Regions from separate parts of the Sus scrofa genome. Here region 1 is linked to region 2. A link is a contact called in public Hi-C data. All regions are on one chromosome and are shown on one strand. Each heading gives the region's core, a stretch centred on a gene start, on an enhancer-like site or on the middle of the called end of the contact. The rest is flanking DNA. Distances are from core to core; before and after follow the strand shown.

What was found. Hi-C and Micro-C count contacts between places; a contact is called where the count stands out from the background.
Region 1: a Hi-C map of liver shows a contact between it and region 2, with 2.6 times the contacts expected there. The contact joins the enhancer-like site here to the promoter of ANKRD11 in region 2. A contact is called at or near these places in 1 of 5 promoter capture datasets (fetal liver), 5 of 47 Hi-C or Micro-C datasets (embryonic fibroblasts, epiblast stem cells and liver) and 2 of 2 datasets of contacts at active chromatin or transcription factors (alveolar macrophages and skeletal muscle).

The regions. Positions count from the first base shown.
Region 1 is chr6:531,184-538,514 of Sscrofa11.1, forward strand. The region is part of intron 2 of ANKRD11 (ankyrin repeat domain-containing protein 11); the gene reads left to right. Among named protein-coding and RNA genes, the nearest start is that of ANKRD11, 79 kb to the left of the region's middle. Within about 2 kb of position 4,563, at least 7 of the 83 cell types and tissues checked have an H3K27ac peak or open chromatin away from gene starts, as enhancers often do. A contact at or near this core is called in alveolar macrophages and liver, where this site is marked.
Region 2 is chr6:451,997-459,303 of Sscrofa11.1, forward strand. It overlaps ANKRD11 (ankyrin repeat domain-containing protein 11), which reads left to right and starts at 3,860. Exons shown (of 14, transcript XM_021097042.1): 1 at 3,860-4,121.

The DNA of each region.
Region 1 (7,331 bases), core at 3,313-5,812, 80 kb after region 2:
GGGCGGGGTCTGTGAGAGGATGCCGTCGGGTCTCTTCCACTGAACCAAGAGGACGAAGGCCCAGCCGTGCCCCAGCCTGAAGCATCCGGGCCTCTGGTGTCCTGCATTCACCAGGGTCGAGGTGACGGAACAGCAGACAGACCCGCCTCCCTGCTCCCGGCCCCTCCGAGCTCCTGACACCAAGCAATGCAGGCCCCGTCCCGGGCGTCTGCTGTCACCAGGGAGATGGGCCGGTGCTTTTTGAGAGGCTGCCAGGTTTTGTGTGTGTTGGTCTTGGCTCTCTTCTCGCCTAGCTGCCACTGTTTTCGGTGGGGGCCAGGGAGTGGGACACTCGAGTTAAGGGCTTGTCTTTGGTGGGGGTGGGGGGCTGGAGTGGCCATCCCTTAGGGAGCCTGCCCCCTGGGGAACTCACCGTGTTGTAGAAGTAGGGGGCACCCAGAGAACTGTCAGCACTTCATTTGTTTTTTTTTTTTTTGTTTTTTTTTTGGCTTTTTGTCTTTTCTTGGGCTGCTCCCGCAACATATGGAGGTTCCCAGGCTAGGGGTCGAATCGGAGCCGTAGCCACCAGCCTACACCAGAACCACAGCAACGCGGGATCTGAGCCGCGTCTGCGACCTACACCACAGCTCATGGCAACGCCAGATCCTTAACCCACTGACCAAGGCCAGGGATCAAACCCGCAACCTCATGGTTCCTAGTCGGGTTCGCTAACCACTGAGCCACGACGGGAACTCCTACTCACTTCATTTGAAAGTGGGAATAATAAACCCCTTGCCCGTTACTCTAAGTAGCACATATGTCATGGGGTGCTCTGGCTAAAGTATACCAAAAACATGTCGTTGGAACAGGGAAGAACATTTGAATTGCTTTTTGGTGTGATTTTGGAGTTTGTATTTGATAAGACACCAAAACCCAGCAAAAGGTCCTGCTCAGGTCAGGGGCAGGGTGGGTCCTGCCCTCGGCCACGCGCTGCTCCTCCTCAGCTCGGGATCTGGGGGCACCGGGCTGGGTGACTGATCTGCTGCCATGGGCTCAGTGAGTTCGTGCTCCCGGAAGCTGATGTGATTGATTTTTCGTCTTGTTTCTGTTGCTGCCCCTCTCGTCAGAAGGGCCTGAAAGCCCTCAGAAGCTGCCTGGCCGTGGGGTTTGCCCAGTGGTTATATGTGACCGGATGCTTGAGTTTTCGCCTGGGTGGTGAATCAGCATGGGCAGTAGTACATCAGGCGGTTCTCCTCCGAGTCCGAGTGTCATTTTGGTCATTTTCCAGAAGCAGTCTGCCAAATACTCCTGTCTGTGTGACTAGGGTTTGTTTATCAGCCGTTCCCCCACATCAGACTCTGTGCCCTGAAAAAGTGCTTTTGCTGGAGACACAGCAGGGAGGCTGCATGTCCGCTTGGCATTTTGTCACCTAGGATGTGAAAAAGACAGGTCTGGAAGGGCTGGGTGTTTAATGCCAGTAATGACTGTGGCTTCACCGAGATTCTGAAGCAAACGGGACCATCAGCTCTGTGTCAGCGGTGCTGCCGTCACCTGAGCTGAGAAGACAGTGTTGCTGTGAAAAATGGTGCTGAAGGGCTGCAGGTCCCCGGAGGTCCTCGGGCGCTTGGTGAACAGCTGTCCTCAGCCTTCGAGCCCTTGCAGCAATGAGCTTGACCCCAGCACGGTGGCCTCGGGGCTCATCCGTCCCTCGGAATCTCCCAGCCTTGGGGAAGCTCGCGAGTGTGGGCACATTTGTCCGCAGCGCCCACACAGTCCCTGGGGAGGTGTCACCACCCCCCCCCACCCCCCCGTAGGGCTATTGCTCACCGGGCCGCTCCCCTTCCTCGGCTCTCAGGCCACCGGTGGAAGGCACTGCAGCACAGGCCGGCCGGCCTGGACCACCGCCCCCGGGGCTCTGCTCCTGGGAGAGGCCAGCCCTCCTCTGGGCTCATCCTGTTTTCTCCCTCTTAAGGAGCTGTCTCAGGAATTCCCACTGTAGCGTGATGGGATCAGTGGCGTCTCTGAAGCACCAGGACGCAGGTTTGATCCCCGGCCTGGCACAGTGGGTTAAGGATCTGGTGTTGCCACAGCTGCAGACCCAACTGTGGCTTGGATCTGATTCCTGGCCTGGGAACTCTGTATTAAACAAACACACACACCCAAAGAGAAGCTGTTTCAGAACTGACTGTGCGTCTGGTGTTTTTTTTTTTTTTTTTTTTTTTTTTTTTTTTTTTTTTTTTTTTTTTGTCTTTTGTTGTTGTTGTTGTTGTTGCTATTTCTTGGGCCGCTCCCGTGGCATATGGAGGTTCCCAGGCTAGGGGTTGAATCGGAGCTGTAGCCACCGGCCTATGCCAGAGGCACAGCAACGCAGGATCCGAGCCGCGTCTGCAACCTACACCACAGCTCACGGCAACGCCGGATCGTTAACCCACTGAGCAAGGGCAGGGACCGAACCCGCAACCTCATGGTTCCTAGTCGGATTCGTTAACCACTGCGCCACGACGGGAACTCCCGTCTGGTGTTTTAGACCCTGATGCTCTTGGATCATTTGATTCATGTTACTTTCTCTTGACTCAATTTAGTTTTGTTTTTTGTAGTTCAGCCTCATCACCTGATCTAAAAATTTGTCCTTTTTTTTTTTCCCCCGGTCTTTTTTGGCCATACCCACGGCAAATGGAAGTTCCCAGGCTAAGGGTCTCATCGGAGCTACAGCTGCTGGCCTACACTACAGCCACAGCAACGCCAGATCCGAGCTGAGCCTGTGACCTACACCACAGCTCACGGCAATGCAGGGTCCTTAACCCACTGAGCAAGGCCAGGGATCGAACCCACAACCTCATGGAGACTAATTGGGTTCATACTGCTGAGCCACAGTGGGAACTCCTAAAAATTTGTCTCTGTTTTTCTAAATTTTGCAGATCTTATTTATATATTTATTTATTTGCCTTTTCTAGGGCTGATCCCATGGCATGTGGAGATTCCCAGGCTAGGGGTCTAATTGGAGCTGTAGCCACTGGTCTACGCCAGAGCCACAGCAACGCGGGATCCGAGCCGCGTCTGCAACCTACACCACAGCTCACGGCAATGCCCGATTCTTAACCCACTGAGCAAGGGCAGGGATCGAACCCGCAACCTCATGGTTCCTAGTTGGATTCGTTGATCACTGAGCCATGACGGAAACTGCAAATCTTGCAGATCTTTGAAGATGATCTGGATTGTGGTGACTAGAAGTATACTGATACACAGTTGCTGGTTTGGAGAACTTTTTAGAGTTACAGAGTGCTGTAAACTCAACCTTTACTTTTTTCTTTCTGAATTAAAATGTGACGAGACCCCGAGTTTCCAGTGGTGATGGAGCTGATCCTTTTCAGGGAGGCATAAGGACGCGGGACCTTTCCCGATAGGTCGGTGGGGGCCTGTGTCTGACTCTTCAGACCATCAGTTCTCGTTTGCTTCAGCTTGAAACGGGTCTTTGCTTTGTGTCAGCCGCTTCCCCTGCTTCCTGTGACGTGGCAGCCTGGGGGCGTGTGAAGCGGTGCGGTCCAGGGCGGCATCCCCGCCCACCTGGAGGCTGCGGGGAGGGCTGGCCCGGGCAGCCCTGTCTCCCACCCTGGGTCTGCCTGTGGATTCCGGACCTCTCCCAAGCAGCCGTGTGCCTGAGTGGTGGCAGTGGAGTGGAGGGAACTCAGCTGCAGCCACCATGGCTCTGTAGGGGCTGCTTCAGATCTTTTGGGGGCGGCCCTTGCCCAATGCAGCTGACACCCGTGTTTTTCATTTTCTCAGGCCCACATGGGTTGTTCCACTCTCAGCCCTCTTTCCTGTGACACTCGCCTGCCCGGGGGTGGGGGTGGGGGTGGGGGCAGCACCATGTGATGGTCTCTGTCCACCTGGGGCTTTGGGGTCTCGCCTCGCAGTTCTTCACAGTAGGTCCTGCGCATTTTCTGAACTGCTTGCTTTGAGGCTTTTTTATGAGTTGGGGGCCAGGGAAGGAACACGTTGATACCCAGGTGCCCTTGTTGAATCGGGTGCAGGGGGACCCTGTGCTTGTTTTAGGTGACAGGCACGGTCATGAGTGGGGATGCAGCGCAGGCTCCCCCATGGCCGTGTTCCTTCTTTGCTAAGGGAGTTGTTTAAAATCTGTTGGCAGTGCTCCTACGTCCTGTTGAGGAGAGAGGGCCCTGGGACATTTTCTGTTCCAGGAGTTGGGAGGTTTGGAGGCCCTGGCTCTGGGCTCGTTGCAGCCCTGGGTGGGCAGCCGCTGAGCTTGTTTATGTCGTAGGGTTGTGGACAAGCCTGTCCTCTCACCCCTTCTGGGGCGTGGTTGGGTCAGGCTGTTGTGGTGTCGCCTGCCCGGCTTAGTGTGCAGGGGCTGTTTCCTGAACTGGGATCGGGCCCCTGAGCCCTGCTTGCTTCTTCCCTGCTCCCCTTTTGCTTAGAAAGTGGACCGGGAGAGAAAGAAAGAAATACGCATTATTGTTCTTTCCTCTTTTTTTTTTCTTTGGCTGCCCCTGGGGCATGTGGAACGTCCCATGACAGGGATTGAACCCGAGCCACAGCCCAAGCTGCTGCAGTGACAGTGCTGGACCCTGAACCTGTTGCGCCACAAGGGGACTCTGACGGTATTTTCCTGATTTCCTCTTCCCACCCAGTGTGGGAAACCCGAGGAGCAGTGGGAAGGAGGGAGTCTCCCTGAAACTCCACCGTCCGGGTGATGGGTCTCTTCACGGCCCCCAAGCAGCTCCCAGGTTTCCATGCGTCTGTGCCGTCAGTTTTCAGGGAGAGCCATCGAAGCCTCTGGAGGGTGGTTTCTGTGCCTCTCTGTGCAGGTCTGTCACTTTGCACGGATGTTTGTTTCTCTGGCTGCCCCTGTGGCATGTGGCGTTCCCGTGCCAGAGATGGAACCTGAGCCACAGCAGTGACCATGCCGGATGCTTCACCCGCTGCGCCATCAGGGAGCTTTCCTTTGTTGTGTCCTGGAGCTCAGTTTTGTTTGAGACTCTGCCCCCACCCCACCCCCCTTTTTTTTGCTTTTTAGGGCTGCACCCATGGCATATGGAGGTTCCCAGGCTAGGGGTGGAATCAGAGCTGCCGCTGCCGCTGCCGGCCTCCCCCACAGAGCTCACGGCCACGCCGGATCCTTAACCCGCTGAGCGGGGCCAGGGATGGAAGTGCGTCCTCATGGATCCTTGGGGTCGTTGCCGCTGCGCCTCGACGGGAACACGGCAACCTGGTGTCCCACCGCTGACCACAGTCTGCACTGTGCCCGTAGCGGCTCTCTGGGGCCGGCAACAGCCTGCGGATCCTCCTGCGTCTTCCGGGCCCTCCGTCCTGTCTTTCCTGCCCGGAGGGTCGCCTGCGGGCAGCCCACAGCTGGGGGGCGCTTTGTGCAAAGCCCCGTCCCGCAGGCGCCCCTTTGACGGCCGCTCACACCAGGCGCCCGCGGGGCGGGTGGCCGAGTGCGGAGGCCTCCTCTGCTCCCCAGCGGCCCTGCCTGCCGCCTCCCTTCCCGCCTCGTGCTGTCGCCTCGCACCGGCTGCGGCCCCTTGTGGCTTGCGCTGCCCCTTCGGCTGCCTCCCTCGGGCTGACAGCTCCCCACGGCCTCTCTGGTGGCCGTGTCCTTGGGGGCAGTGTTGTGTGGTGGGCGCTCCCCCGCGGCCCAGCCCGCAGCTCCACGCTCTGTACTTCTCACTCGGACTCTGCGGGGCCTCACGGCGTCCTTGCCTGGGGTCCCGCTTCTGTCCCAGGCACCCCCGCCCCCCACACACCCCGTTGCACTGAGCTGTCCCGTCCCCTCGGGCTGCTGTTTTCGGCAGCCGCGGTGGATCTGGAGGCCAGCAGGCCAGCAGGGAAGGGGTTTTGGTGCTGGAGGGAGGGGGCCCCAGAGGTGAAGGGCCTTCGCGTCACACCCGGTTATGTGCAGCCGTTGCCGGGACTCCTGGTGTCCAAGCTCAGCGGCCTGGAGGAGGGGTGTCTGCCAGGTCCCTGCTGCACAGCCGGGATCACCGCGCCTGAAGAGACGGCGGTGCTTGTTCGGCTTGACGTCGTCTGTGCTGTCAAGGCTCTCACTTTCCTTCTTCTCTCCTTTTTTCTTCTTTTTTTCTTTTTTTTTTTTTTAATGGCCACGTCCTCAGAACATGGAAGTTCCTGGGCCGGGGATTGAACCCGAGCTGCGGTTGTGACCGACGCCATAGCTGTGGCAGTGCCGGATCCTCTACCTGCTGCGCTGTGTCTGGGATCGAACCAGCTCCTTGGCCGCTGCAGAGCTCCCGGGTCAGCAGGAGCTCCCATGCCTTCGTGTTGTATTCAGTCATTATGCTTATAGAAAGCCTTGCCGTGTGGGTTTTCTTTTTGACTCACATTAAAAATAGGCAAACTGTTCATCCGAAGTCCGGCGCTACCGTTTTTGATCAGCAAGGGCTTCATTCAAACAGCTCTGATCTGAGGAGAAGGGAAGACCGTGTGGCAGCCTCTTGGCTTCCTTTGCCAGCAAATAGGACAAAACTAGTCACTGTTACCTTGTGTGACTGTGTTCCTTAAGGTTTTAAAGTCAGTCAGTTGCTCCAAGTGGTTCCTGTCCTTCCGTCAGGTGGGTTAAAATGAAGCTCTGCCCTCTGCGCTTGGCCGTCGGGTTTGGGGGCCCTGCAGACAGCCCATGGGGACATGATGGACCCGAGGGTGGTTCTGGCGCCCGTGACCCTGGGACTGCACGGGGAGGACGTGCTCCCCGCGGCCCCAGCAGGGTTTCCGCACAGGCAGGTCACTGCCCATGTGGGGCTTTCTGCTACAGAAATGGAGAACAGGAGTTCCCGCTGTGGCTCAGCAGGTTAGGAACCCAACTAGTATCCATGAGGATGCAGATTCAGTCCCTGTCCTTGCTCAGTGGGTCAAGGATCTGGCGTTGCTGTGAGCTATTGGTGTAGGTCGCAGACACAGCTTGGATCCCGCGTGGCTGTGGCTGTGGTTATGCTGTAGGCCGGCAGCTGAAGCTCCCATTCGACCCCTAGCCTGGGAACCTCCATGTGTTGCGGGTGTGGCCCCAAAAAGACCAAAATAAAAAAAAAAAAGAGAGAGGGAGAGAGAACAGTGCCAGCCAGCGGGGCTAGTTTTCTTCCTGAGGCTGTGGTTGAGGGTTGCACCTGAAGTGAATGGAACTTCTGCAGTCTCTGGAAAAGCCTGACTGAGAGCCTGGTCCTCTGGTCCTGGGTTGCTGTTGGGGGTCTGTCGTCCGTCCCCCCCGCCCCCGGCCAGGCTCTCCTTTCCACCCAGAGGACCTGCAGGCGCCCTGGGTGCCGTCTACACCAGGGTCCCTGGGTGGTGGCACTGCCACTGTGGCCCTGGCAGGAGGTCCTGGC
Region 2 (7,307 bases), core at 2,610-5,109:
TGCCCCTGTGACCTACACCACAGCTCATGGCAATGCTGGATCCTTAACCCACTGAGCGAGGCCAGGGATCGAACCCTTGTCCTTATGGATGCTAGTTGGGTTTGTTGACTGCTGAGCCACACGGGAACTCCTGACTCGGTGAGGGGACCTTCACCAGACAATGCCCTCACCTCGTTTGTGCCAGCTCTGCGGTGTGCTTGTGGAGCTCTTCATCAGCCTGTCCGCCCTGCTCCCTCCGACAGTCAGCTGCGAGGTCATCCTATCCCTATCCGAGCCTTTCCCCACTACCCCGGGTTGAATGCAGGCCTTAGAACGGTGCCAGGCACCAGGTAGGCACTCAAAAGCCCTCAATATGTTCTGAATAAATGAGTGGTGTCCTTGCAGTCACCGTGCTTCTCTCCACCTTATGTAGCACGTGTCCCACAGAAATCAAATGCAGCCAGGGTGTCATTTAAAATTTCCTAGTGGCTGGCTGTGGACTTCCCACTATGGCCCAGTGGGTTAAGGATCCATTGTTGCCACAGCTGTGGTCACAGTCATGGCCGCAACTTGGATTTGATACCTGGCCAGGAAACTTCATATGCTGAAGGTGAAGCAAAGAAAAAAAAAGGAGTTCCTGCTGTGGTGCAGCAGAATCGAATCCGATTAATATCCACAAGGATGTGGGTTCGATCCCTGGCCTCCCTCAGTGGATCGGGGATTTGACATTGCTGTGTGCTGTGGCACAGGCCCTAAAAAGCAAAAAAAAAAAAAAAAAAAAAAAAAAAGCAAAAATCCTAGTGCAATTAACTGAAATGCTATCATTTCCACACTTAGTAAAATTAAAAAAAATTAGATTTAAACGTTTTATGTTCTTTTCTTCTTCTTTTTTTTTTCCTTTTTAGGGCTGCACCCGTGGGATATGGAGGTTCCCAGGCTAGGGGTCAAATAGGAGCTGTAGCCACCAGCCTACACCACAGCCACAGCAACGTCAGATCCGAGCCATGTCTGTGACCTACACCACAGCTCACGGCAACACAGGATCCTTGACCCACTGAGGGAGGCCAGGGATCAAACCTGCATCCTCATGGATACTAGGCAGACCAGTTTCTGCTGAGCCATGACGAGAGCTCCCTATGTTCTTTTCTTCTTTGTACTAGGTCTTTGAAATTCAGTATTTTATTTTATTTTATTTACTTTTTTGGCCATGCCCACGGCATGCATAAGTTCCCAGGCCAGAGATTGCACCTGCGCCACAGAAGTGAAAATGCTAGCTCCTTAACTTGCTGAGTCACGAGGGAACTCCTAGATGTGTTTTCTTTCATAACTCCCTATGTTTCTCTCTCAAAGCACTCATCACAGTCTGTAACTAGCTACTTTTATGGCTCTTTGATGACTGTGTGTTTTCCCTGCCTATTGAGAAATCACGCGCTGGTAGAGACGAGACCCGCTGTTCCTGTTTGTTCCCAGTGTCTGCTTTACTGCCTGGCCCAGAGCAGGCGCGCCATAAACATTTCCCTCTCCCTGCCTGCCACGCCCATAGCATATGGACGTTCCTGGGCCAGGGATTGAGTACCAGCAGGAGCAGTGACCTATGCCACAGCTTCCTGTGATGCCGGGTGCATAACCCACTGTGCCAGGTCGGGGATCTAACCAGTGCCTCCACAGAGATAAGCCAGATCACTAGTCCACTGTGCCACATGGAAACTCTAACCTCTATTTATTTATTTATTTTATTTTATTTTTATTTTTTGCTATTTCTTGGGCTGCTCCCGTGGCATATGGAGGTTCCCAGGCTAGGGGTCCAATCGGAGCTGTAGCCACCAGCCTACGCCACAGCCACAGCCACGCGCGATCCGAGCTGCGTCTGCAACCTACACCACAGCTCACGGCAACGCCGGATCCTTAACCCACTGAGCAAGGGCAGGAACTGAACCCACAATCTCTTGGTTCCTAGTCAGATTCGTCAACCACTGCGCCACGACGGGAACTCCCCCTATTTATTTATTTTTTGCTTTTTAGGGCCTCACTTAGGGCACATCGAAGTTCCCAGGTTAGGGGTCCTAATGGAGCTGCAGTTGTCAGCCTACGCCACAGGGACCGAGCCCAGTCTGTGACCTACACCACAGCTCACTGCAGCAATGCCGGACACTTAACCCACTGAGTCATTGAGCAAGGCCAGGGGTTGATCCCGCGTTTGCCTGGTTGCTAGCCAGGTTGGTTACCACTGAGCCACAAGGGGAACTCCCGAAAACTCCCAATTTTTTTCTTTGTGCCATTTTCTTGGGCCACTCCCGTGGCACATGGAGGTTCCCAGCCTAGGGGTCTAATCGGAGCTGTAGCTGCTGGCCACAGCAACGCGGGATCTGAGCCGCGTCTGCAGCCTACACCACAGCTCACAGCAACGCTGGATCCTTAACCCACTGAGCAAGGCCAGGGATTGAACCCGAAACCTCATGGTTCCTAGTCAGATTCGTTAACCACTGAGCCACGATGGGAACTCCAACTCCCAATATTTTTGAATTAATGTATTAAAGGGCACAACTTTTTCCTTTAGCCTGCACGTCTTTACTCTGTATTCCTACCCATTCTGCTTCTGTGGAACTTCACTTTTCTTTGGTCTTAGTATGACTTCAGATTATTTCAAGGCCACTTGCATCCGTATTCATATTTCCTACTTTAAATTCCCTATGTGGTTGAGGTCAGTGTTTTTCAAATGTTCCCAAGGATGAGTATTATCAGGGACCAAAATAAAAAATGCCAATTCTTAGTTCCCTCCCATCGAGATTGGCACAGCAGGTGGAGTCTGAGATTGCTACTGGCTAATTCTTACAATGGCAAATATAGCAATCCCTGGGACATCTTAGACAGGCTTGTCGGCCCACAGGTTGGCTGTAACTGTCGGGAGTCCCTTCACCTAGGGAAGCTGTGGGTTGTGGACGGGAAGGGCAAAACCCAGCTGCCTAGAGGCGTGAGAGCCTGGTCCAGTCCCGACGTGGCCCCAGGAGAGGGCACCGTCTGGGTCTCCCATTTGCTCCTTAAGAAAGAGGTCTGAGGAATTCCCGTCGTGGCGCAGCGGTTAACGAATCCGACTAGGAGCCGTGAGGTTGCGGGTTCGATCCATGGCCTTGCTCAGTGGGTTAAGGATCCGGCATTGCCGTGAGCTGTGGTGTAGGTCGCAGACGCGGCTCGGATCCCGTGTCGCTGTGGCTGTGGCGTAGGCCAGCGGCTAACTAACAGCTCCGATTAGACTCCTAGCGTGGGAACCTCCATATGCCTGGAGAGCGGCCTTAGAAACGTCAAAAAAAAGACAAAAAAAAAAAAAGAGGTCTGAGAGGTGAGTCGGTCTGCGGCCGGCGGCGGAACACCCCTAGTCTAGCAGCAGGTGCAGCCAGAGCAAGACCGAGTTGCTGTGAGCAGACAGAGCACTACAGGCCAATCCCCGCTGACCTCCTAGTGGATACCGCGGTTCTTGTCTTGCAGCGCCTTCCGCGCCAGACCCACTTTGGACGGCTCCCCTTGCCGCTTCCGGCACTTGGAAAGGCCAATCGTCACGTCGGAGAACCAAAGGCCCGCCCCTCCGCGATGCAGGTAGCCAATTCAAGCTGCTTGCTCCCGGCGTCCCGTGCGCCTGGTCGTACGACCTTGTCCAATCCGTCCCGGGACTTCCTTCTGGTCCCGCCCCGGCCTGTCCCAGAAGCTGTCAATCTTGCCGTCTCCCTTGGCCCCGCGCGCACTTCCTCCCCGACGCCGTGACGTGCGCAGCCCTGAGCCCGACTGCGGCGGGCCAATGGCGGTGGCGGATACGGCGGGCCAATGGGCGGCAGCGTCTCATGCGGCCTGCGCCGTCGCAGCCGCCGCCGGGTCCCGGAGCCAGAGGCCGCCCGAGCCGGAGCGCGATGGAGCGAGGGCCCCAGGCGGGGAGGCGTCGCCGAGCGCGCGGCCCGACGCCCCCTCAGTGAGCGCCCAACCGCCACGGCGCCGCCCGAGGGCGGACTCGCCTCCGCCGCCTCGCCGCCGCGCCAGAGCTCGGAGCCCGCGCTGCCTTCCCGCTCGGGCCGCGGGCCGGGGACGGGCCGGGGCTGCATGGCCTCGCCCGCGCGCCGCCCCTGAGCCGCGGGCCGGAGCCGGAGCCTGAACCGGTGAGAGCCGAGATCGCGCGGGGGTCGGGACGAGCGCGGGGCGTGGGGCGGCTTCGCGGCCTGCAGGCCTCCCGCGCCGGGCGGAGCTGCGCTGCAGGCTCGGCGGGTCTGGGGGCCGGGGTCCCAGGCAGCCCTGACGGGCCGATGGGGCTCCGGGCGGGCCTGAAGGCCTGGGGGGCAGTCGAAACGGCCGACGGCTGACTTCGGGCGGGCTTGGGAGCCTGGGGCCGCCGGGGGGCTCCAGGCTGGCCTTGGGGGCCTGGGGGGCTGCGGGTGGGCCTGGGGGGCTGCGGGTGGGTCTGGGGGGCCCGGAGGCCTGACTGGGGGCTCCGGGCGGGCCCGGGGACCCGGGGGGGCCTACGGTGGTCCCAGGACAACCTTGAGAGGCAGAGGGTGGGCTTGGGGCGAGTCTGGGGAGCTCGAGAGGCCGACGGGGCGCTCCGGGTGGGCCCGGGGACCCGGGGGTCCTTAGGCAGCCGGGAGGGGCAGAGGGTGGGCTCCGAGGGGGCCTTGGCGGGGCGGCCGGGCCGCCTCGAGGGGCCGACAGGGGGGCTGCAGGGGGCCCCGGGCACCTGGGGAGCGGGCCGCAGACCTCTGACCCGCGGGAGGGGCGCCTTCGCGGTGCGGGCCGTAGTTGTTATTCCCAGCGTCCCTATTATTATCGCTGTTTTGAAATGGGAGCAGGCGGCTTTGGGCTCTGAGCCGGAGGGGGCGGGCGAGCCGGGGCCCTGGAGGGAGAGGGGGCTTTAGGGCCGCAGGAGGCGCGTGGGCCCGCGGAGGGGCAGGAATGCGGGGCAGCGGCGCGGGGGTGTTTCGGGGGGAGGGTAGGCGGGACTGGGGGGCGGGGGGGGGAGGGAAGCGGCGGCGGCTGCAACAGCAGCCCTTGGCCTCAAGGAACAATGTGAGACGTTGCCTGAAATGTTAATTTCCGTTCCTCATTTCATCATCCCCTGGCAGGGCGGTAGCTGTGTGTGTGTGTGTGTGTGTGTGTGTGTGTATGTGTGTGTGTGTGTATGTGTGTGTGTGTATGTATGTATATGTAAGGTTGGCTCTGCCACATGGATTCAATTCCCTCTTAAAGAGGGATTGTGTTGTTAAATCTTTTATCTCTGCCGTTTTGGGGGGAGTCTTCATGTTTTTGAGGTCTGCTCTTTTCTTGGTCCCCCATCAAGGTTTTCTGCTTTCGTTGGGGTTTTGAAAGCTAGTTTTGTAGTCCAGCTTCCAAAGTTTTGGAAGCAGCTTTGGAAGATTAAGCTGGCCTAAGAGGACCCTGTGCTTTCAAAAGCATTTTCTTTCTAACAGTTTAGATGCAGCATGGTTTCATTGTTTCTAGAGGTTTTCAGAAATTTTATGTTTGTTTGCAGGAGCAGGGTGGCTTTGCCCATTTTTCGGTAGAGAGTTCGACTTGCAGGCTTCCTCACAGGGTGAGAGGGTTTCCCAAGTGATTTGATGGACGTCCTTAACATTCCTTTTCCAGTGAGGAGTGAATGTGTGCACAGTTGTTGTTGTAAAACTTAGACTATTTTGATCCTTTTGGGGGTGATGAAGTGCACTCAGCTAAAAGATGTAAGATGATACTGCTCGTGGAAAAAGTGCCCTTGAAACAGTTACTATTTTTGCTTTGTGCAAACCCAGTCAATGGCATAACTTGGATGCTTCTAAATCAGAGCCCCTGAGACCGTGCACTGCATGCCTTTGGGATCGTGGTCTCCCTTACTGAGTGGTGCTGTCCTGGAAGACCTGGAGTTCTGTTTGTGCTTTTGGAGGATGATTGCAAAAGTGCTCGGCAATCACTTTGAAACCGGGGTTAGAGAAGAAAAAGGGCACACATCTTGCTCAACTTAGATAGTGACCCCTGGTCCCCCGCCCTCCCTTCAGCTGTCGTCTGCGCTCTGTGGTGTCACGCTCTGGAGCAGGCTCTCCTTTGATGGGCTGGCTCTAATGAGGAAACAAAAGACCGAGTTGCTGAGACATTTTCCTGTGTTCTTCGTGCATGCCTCTTGAGTTAGTTAAAAAGCTACCCCAAAGATAGTGTCAAATTTGACCTAAATTTGAAACTTTGCAAGGTTTTCTTCTAATTTTTTTTGTATTGTGGGAAAATATACATAACAAAACTGACCAGAAAAAAATTTTTTTAAAGGTGTTGCATAGTTTTAAATTCCTCATTTGAAGTTGTACCTTTGTGTTTCCAATTTTGAATGTTTTTCTCAGGACCCTCTGGACCAGCGGTGATAATCACACTGCACCAGCAGGCCTTTCATCTCTCCAAACCAGATGGGCTGCTTGTGACTAGTGGCTGTCATGTTAGCTCTAATTACAGTGTTGATACAGTGACAAGTAGAACTTTCTACAAATAGCGTTAAGAAACTGTGCTATTTGTATTTGGGAGTATTTTTCAGGAAGCTTTGGGTGCCTTGGGTTTTTAAGCACATTTGATGTAGTAAGGTTATGTTTCATCAAATATGAGAGATTTATTTTGCACATGATGGCAATGAGCCCATCATCAATTAAATAACAAAATTAGAGAGTGTCAGTAAATGCTGGTTCGGAGCATAGTCTGCATTTGTTGCCAAAATAAGTGTTTGATCTGTCCATTACCCCTTGGAAGTCCCTTCATCTCTCACATGTAAGTGTAACGGATGAGCTTCCTTTAATAGCAAGGTATTTGCTCGGGAATCGGTGAGATGGTGACGCCCTGCTCGTCTCTCTTCAGGCTCTGTTGCTTTATTCTTGTGGTCAGCCAGTGCTCTGTGGGCCCGTTTGATAAACTTTATACAAAATTGAATGAACTCAGATCACTCAAAGTTACTGTCTTGAAATGGTTTCAGTATGTGTTCTCTTAGTTTGAATTTCAAGTGGAATTTCTGCGCAGTTCACCTTTTCCACTTTTATCCTAAAGCCCAGGGCAGGACGATGTCCGTCAGTTCCCAGTGCCTGGAATCAGGCTGTTGGAGATCATCCGTCTGGAAAGCCTTTCTAAACAGGCTTAGGAAGTGGACCCTTTAGCCACTACTCTGTTAGTTCTGAGAGAGGTCTTTCTGTTCCAAAGGGGTTCTTTTTTTGTTTGATGGATCTGATTCTTACTATCTTTTAAACCAGAGTCAGACTCAGCTGCGTACTTAAATATGTTTTTGTTAGCATTTCTCTGTGCTTTTCCTAACTCTTGTCCCTCCCTCTCCATATTTA